Linked DNA regions of Oryctolagus cuniculus: region 2 is linked to region 1. A link is a contact called in public Hi-C data. All regions are on one chromosome and are shown on one strand. Each heading gives the region's core, a stretch centred on a gene start, on an enhancer-like site or on the middle of the called end of the contact. The rest is flanking DNA. Distances are from core to core; before and after follow the strand shown.

What was found. A called contact is a pair of places that touch in the nucleus more often than the background predicts.
Region 2: a Hi-C map of liver shows a contact between it and region 1, with 8 times the contacts expected there. The contact joins two enhancer-like sites. A contact is called at or near these places in 5 of 6 Hi-C or Micro-C datasets (ear pinna, liver, psoas muscle and 2 more).

The regions. Positions count from the first base shown.
Region 1 is chr13:67,503,183-67,506,541 of mOryCun1.1, reverse strand. COQ8A (coenzyme Q8A) reads left to right here. Exons shown (of 15, transcript XM_008268141.4): 4 at 82-148. Among named protein-coding and RNA genes, the nearest start is that of COQ8A, 27 kb to the left of the region's middle. Within about 2 kb of position 1,526, at least 3 of the 8 cell types and tissues checked have an H3K27ac peak or open chromatin away from gene starts, as enhancers often do.
Region 2 is chr13:67,540,935-67,544,293 of mOryCun1.1, reverse strand. No RefSeq gene overlaps it. Among named protein-coding and RNA genes, the nearest start is that of COQ8A, 11 kb to the right of the region's middle. Within about 2 kb of position 1,568, at least 5 of the 8 cell types and tissues checked have an H3K27ac peak or open chromatin away from gene starts, as enhancers often do.

The DNA.
Region 1 (3,359 bases), core at 277-2,776:
GAGGATGTGGGCACAGCATGGGCGTCTGAAGGCAGGTCCTGCTCCACTTGCTGGTTCTACAAGGTCCTCTCTCTTCTCCAGCTCAGTGAGCGGGCTCGGGAGCGGAAGGTGCCGGTTACACGACTCGGGCGGCTGGCCAACTTTGGAGGTAAGGTGGCTACATGCCCCTGTGCCGTCTCGCCTGCTCTGCCGCGCCAGTCCCGGCCAAGAGGAGCTGGGGCCTATGGGGCAATAGAAGTGAGTGGGGATGCAGTGAGATCCCAGAGCGGGCACTGGCCAACTCTTGGCATTTTCTGAGGGGGGACTGGACATCTTCCACGGCTGATGATTCAGTTCCTGGATTCCTGCTTGGCCTTGGCTGACCCCGAGGGTTGGCACGCAATGGCTGCCTTACTGTCAGCTGTGGCATCAGCTCCTTACCTCAGCCTGTCCACCAGTCAGCCTCTTTGGAAGCTGCCCAGGAAGGAGGCCAGGTAGAGGGTACAGGTTCCTCACTGGGACTCCTACATGGTGTTTTTTTTTTTCTTTTTGCCCCTGGGACCAGATATTTGGAGAGTGCATTTGCTGGATCCCACAGGCTGGCAGGGGAATGAAAACCAACCAATGGGATGCTGTGGCCCTGAGCTGATGTGGTTTAAAGTTGTTTCAGTATGTGGTGGTGTCATGAGCTTTATTTATGATTTTCTTTGCGGAACCATTTTGTCTATTACACTGGCTCTCGTTTTATATAAGTTATAGTATAATTTTATAGGGAAGGTTTATAGCATCTATAATTGCTTTTATGACTTTGTGTTGTATCTACTGCTTTTTTTAATTTAAAGATTTATTTATTTATTTGAAAGAGTTAATGAGAGAGAGAGAGACAGAAATCTTTCTTCTGCTGGTTCACTCCCCAAATGGCTACAACAGCCGGAGCTGGGCTAGTCCGAAGCCAGGAGCCAGGAGATTCATCAGGTCTCCCACATGGGTGGCAGGGGCCCAAAGCCTTGGGCCATCTTCTACTGCTTTCCCAGGAGCATAGCAGGGAGCTGGATTGGAAGTGGAGCAGCCGGAACTCAACCCGGTGCCAGTATGGGATGCTGGTGCTGCAGGTGGTGGCTTAACCCAGTAGGCCACAGTGCCAGACCCTCTTCTGTTCATTTACTGACCAAGATGTTCCTGTTGAAATTTCCGTCACCTTTGTGGCAGCATCCCTAAGAGGGACTGACTGCAGGTGTATTTCTTTAAAGGCCAGCTGCCCACAGTAGCATCTCCAGGTATTATAACCACCAAGAGCAACAGTTGCGGCAGTTTGATGCATATACTGATCGCGGGCAAGAGGTCACCTCCAAGGCATGAAATCTCCACGGTTCATGGTGTCACGAGTCAGCCTTTTGTGTAGCTTGGCTGATTGGTAAATCTCTGCTCTCCTATCCTGCCCGGCCCTTATTCTCTTCTCATCTGCTGCCTCACCTCTTCTCTTTTGGAAACTCCAGACTGGCTGTGGGCAGATGCTCATACACAGTGTTCCCCAGCAGCCTTGTAGTGTGGGAGCCAGACTAGTGCGCAGATTCCAACACTGCATGCAGGGTGGCTGTCTTCCCAGCACACAGAGCAGACTAGGCTAATTGGATAGAACTTTCTCAACTGTAAGTTCTTCTCACACAAGTATAATTGTTACCTTAGAACTTGGCATCTGCTGCTTCTTAGCTGTTGGACAGTTTCGTATAAAGGGTCATCTCAGTTGTAGCACAAAAGTAATGCTTTATTTCCTTTTCATGAGTTAGCATTTCGAGCAGTTCCTTATGGAATGTCGTAACCTCCTGGGCTGCAATACCAGAATGAGTTTGAAAGACACTGCCCCAGGGGCCAGTGCTGAGGCGTAGTAGGGTAAGCCTCCACCTGCGGTGCCAGCATCCCACATGGGCGCTGGTTCCAGTCTCGGCTATTCCGACTTCCAATCCAGCTCCCTGCTAATGCACCTGGGAAAGCAGTGGAGGATGGCCCAATTACTTGGAACCCTGCACCCATGAAGGAGACCCAGAAGAAGTTCCTGGCTTCTGGCTTTGGACCAACCTGCTCTAGCCATTGTGGCCATATAGGGAGTGAACCAGCAGATGGAAGATTTCTCTCTCTCTCTCTCAAATAAATAAATCTAAAAAAAAAAAAAAAAAAGAAAATCACACCCTGGTGGGCTCTAGTGGTCCTTAGCCCCCAGAATATGCGGCATGTACCCTGCTTTGCACAGCAGCTATTAGCTAATATTTCTTTTCTTTTTTTTTGAACATTTATTTATTTATTTGAAAGAGTTAGAGAGAGGGAGACACAGAGAGGTCTTCTACCCACTGGTTCACTCCCCAAATGGTTGCAATGGCCAGTGCTGGGCCAGCCTGAAGCCAGAAACCAGGAGCTTCCTCTGTGTCCCCCACATGGGTGGCAGGGGCCCAAGCACTTAGGCCGTCTGCTGCTGCTTTCCCAGGCACATTAGCAGGGTGCTAGATTGAAAGAAAACATCCAGGACACAAACCAGTGCCCACAGGAGATGCAGGCATTGCAGACAGCAGGTGAATACATTGTGCCACAGCACTGGCCCCAGCATTTCTATTTCTTATTAAAATATTGGTTATGCCCCTTTTTTATCTCTTCAGAGTCTGCCTTGTCTGATAATTTATCTGTAATTTAGCTTTGTTTTGGTTAATGTGTGCGTGGTATCTTTTTCTTTTGCTCTACTTTTAACTATTTTATGTATTTTTTAAGATTTGTTTATTTATTTAAAAGGCAGATTTAGAGAGAGAGAGAGTATCTTCTATCCACTAATTCATTCTCCAAATGGCTGCAATGGCTGGAGTTGCACCAGTCTGAAGCCAGGGGCTGGGAGCTTCTTCTGGGTCTCCCACATGAGTGCAGGGCCCAAGGACTTGGGTCATCTTCTGCTTTTTCTGGGCACATTAGCAGGGAGCTGTATTGGAAGTAGAGCAGCTGGGACTTGAACCAGCGTCCATATAGGATACCAGCTCCTCAGAGGCTTTACCCACTATGCCACAGTGCCAGCCCCCCTTGTGTGTGTGTGTGTGTGTGTGTGTGTTTTAAGATTTTATTTATTTGAAAGGTAGAGTTACAGACAGTGAGAGGGAGAGACAGAAAGATCTTCCATCCCCTGGTTTGCTCCCCAAATGGCCATAAGGGCTGGAGCTGGGCTACCTGAAGCAAGGGGCCAGGAGCTTCTTCTGGGTCTCCCACAGGGATGCAGGGGCCCAACCACTTGGGTCATCTCCCACTGCTTTCCCAGGCCATAGCAGAGAGCCAGATTGGAAGAGGAGCAGCCGGGACTAGAACTGGTATATGGGATGTTGGTGCTGCAGGTGGAGGATTAAACCTAC
Region 2 (3,359 bases), core at 319-2,818, 38 kb before region 1:
CATGTGAACTTTTATCTTCCCTGCTCATTGGCAAAATCTGTGTCCTTGGTCCAGACTCACCTTTAGCTAAAAAATCTTTTCCTTGCAGTCACTCTCGCCTTGCCTTGTTGGCCTTTCCTGACCACAGAGACAGCGGAACCGAATCTCACTCTCCATTTTGCAGCCATAACATCTCTTTTCTAAACTCTCCACCACAACCTGGCTCTCTGAACCCCGGTTCTGTACCCAGATAGACTATTTCAAAATTTTTTTGCACTAAAATTCTGTTTCTCTCGCTCTTTTTTAAAGATTTATTTGAAAGGCAAAGTTAGAGGCTGAGGCAGAGAGAGAGAGAGGTCTTCCATCCTCTGGTTCACTCCCCAGATGGCTGCAACAGCCAGAGCTGGGTTGATCCAAAGCCAGGGGCCAGGAGCCTCTTCCAGGTCTCCCATGTGTGTGCAGGGGCCCAAGCACTTGGGCCATCTTCCACTGCTTTTCCAGGCCATAGCAGAGAGCTGGATCAGAAGTGGAGCAGCCAGAACTCCAACCAACACCCATATGGGATGCTGGTACTGCAGGCGGCTCCCAAAATTCTCTTTTAATTCCACTTTTTCATGTCCTTTTTTGAAGTCCCATCTTAGCTCATAAAGAAGTGGACTGAGAGACGGACCCAGAGTTAGGCTCAGCTCATGGTTTTCAACCCTAGTTTTTTTGCTGCTTCTCTAGTTTACAAACTTTGGGACCAAATCTGGAAATTACTGCAAATGCATGTAAGTTTTTTTTTTTTTTTTAAAGTATCCAGTGATCATCCAAGGGAGAAGAAAGTAAAATATAGATTCAGCAAGTGAGGTAGATTCCCCCCACCACACACACACTAGAGAACTTTAGGACCTGAGAAGGCTCTTTGTAGTTCAGTTGCTGCTTCCTACTTCGCAGCAGATAATCAGTTATTTTCCCTCACTGAAATCAGAATCAGCCTCCTGGGGCGGGAGTGTGGGGTTTGTATGGTTGGGGGAAGGGTGAGGAGGATGGGAAACAGGGACATAAAGGGACTTCTGGAGGAAGAAAATTGTCCCATATTTTGATTGCGGTGTTGGTTCCATGATATTTTCTTTTATAAAAATGTCTGAGCTATAGACTTCAGATCAGTGCCTTCTACTGTAGATGGATTAGATCTCAGTTTATACTACAAGTTGGTGATTATGGCAGTTTGGCTGCTGTCCCTACTGTCCACATGTGACATTGTGTTGAAAAGAAATGAGCCTGAATCAGAAAAACCATACTCAACTGAGAAGGCAGGGCATGGGCTGAGGAGGGAGAGAAAGTGGCAGAGGCCTTGCTAAGGGGCCAGGCGGGCCTCTTGTGTAATATGCTGAGTCACTTCTAATTGTGCAGGCGGCTAATTACAGTAATTAGTCTTGCCTTATTTCCATAGGGTTGGGAATTTCTTTCAGTCTGTGTCTTGGCAGGGTTGGATGGGGTTTTTACTCAGTCTGGTGATTTCTTGGATTGTGGCCTGCTATGGGGTGCTTCTGTGGCTCCAGACGTGATGGGTGTCGCGTTTTCCCCGCTGAGTGCTGCGGGGTGGCAGTGACTAACCTTGGAGCCTGTGAGTCATGAGTCTCAGGTTCTGAACACCACAGGAACATTTGGGCTTTGATGGACACCGTGCTCAGCCTACCAGCTGGGCCTCGGGCCAAGATCATCACACTTTGAAAATAGACAGGGATTATTCACTGTAGCACTGCGGAAGAATAGAAACAGTGATGAGACGGGTACCTAAATTAAGGTTCGTTCACATAATACAACACTGAAAAACAGGCTAAGACGCTACCGGTGTGCTTATCTGGAAACAGCTTTGAGCCCCACTGTTAAATATCAAAGGTATAACAGAGCGCAAAGGGTGACCTTTTGTATGAAATATCAGCGTAGGTTTATTTGCTTGTGTACAAATAAAAAAACCTTTGAAAGGAGACGGGAGTCTTGATAGCAGGGTGCTTTTCCATATGGGAGGGTGTGGGTGTGTGGAACACTGTGGCTGGGCAGTGGGGAAGACTTTTCTTGCAAAACTTTTAAAAGAGATTTTAAAATAATTAATTAATTGTATTACCCAGAGAAAAGTTGAAATCAGTTACTTAACATTCTCAAAGATTTCTAAAATTAAGACACAGTTTTAGGGGAAGATGGAACCCAAGCATAAATCACCCAATTTAGCATTTATCGAGTAGTGGTTTGTGAAAGATAATGGGAAATTTGTATATTTAAAGCAGTACCAGGGGGCTGGCATTGTGGCATAGCAGGTAAAGCTGTCACCTGGGACCAGGCATCCCATCTGAGCACCAGTTCATGTCCCAGCTGCTCTGCTTCCTGTCCAGTTTCCTGCTAATGCATTATTACTTTCTCACATTCAGTGAATACAGATATTTTAAACAATTGCTTTCCTGCAATGCCAGAGCTGTCTGAGAGTCTCTGGATTGGGCACACAGGTAGCCAGGGAGAGCAGGTATCCCTGCTGTCACTCAGTTGCTCAGACATCTCCCTGCTTGGGGAGAGCGCTGCCTGTGCTGGTGATTTGGGCCGCCACACCAGCTGAACTTGTTTTTGTTCTTAGCCGTGTGTTTCGTTAATACCCCAAATGACCCAGGACTCAAAAAGAAATCCAGTGTTGGACACAGGTAGGTATGTGGAACATGGAAAATTAGAATCTTGCAAATGTGCCTCAGGATTATTTCTCCAGGTTGGAAAACTGTGACTAATTAACTTCCTATACAGAAAATTAAGCTGTTCCACTTCCAAATCGAATGTTAAAAAGAAGTGGTTAGGCCAGCACCGCAGCTCACTAGGCTAATCCTCCGTCTTGCAGCACCAGCACACTGGGTTCTAGTCCTGGTCGGGGCACTGGATTCTGTCCCGGTTGCCCCTCTTCCAGGCCAGCTCTCTGCTGTGGCCAGGGAGTGCAGTGGAGGATGGCCCAAGTACTTCTGCCCTGCACCCCATGGGAGACCAGGAGAAACACCTGGCTCCTGCCATCGGATCAGCGCGGTGCGCCGGCCGCAACGTGGCGGCCATTGGAGGGTGAACCAACGGCAAAGGAAGCCCTTTCTCTCTGTCTCTCTCTCTCACTGTCCACTCTGCCTGTCAAAAAATAAAAACAAAACAAAACAAAACAAAACAAAAAAAAAAGGAAAGAAAGAAAGAAATGGTTGAGGCCAGCGCCGTGGCTCATTAGGCTAATCCTCCGCCTGTGGCACCAGCACTCTGGGTTCTAGTCCCGGTTGGGGTGCCGGTTCTGTCCTGGTTGCTCCTCTTCTAGTCCAGCTCTCTGCTGTGGCCTGGGAAGGCAGTGGAGGATGGCCCAAGTGCTTGGGCCCTGCACCCGC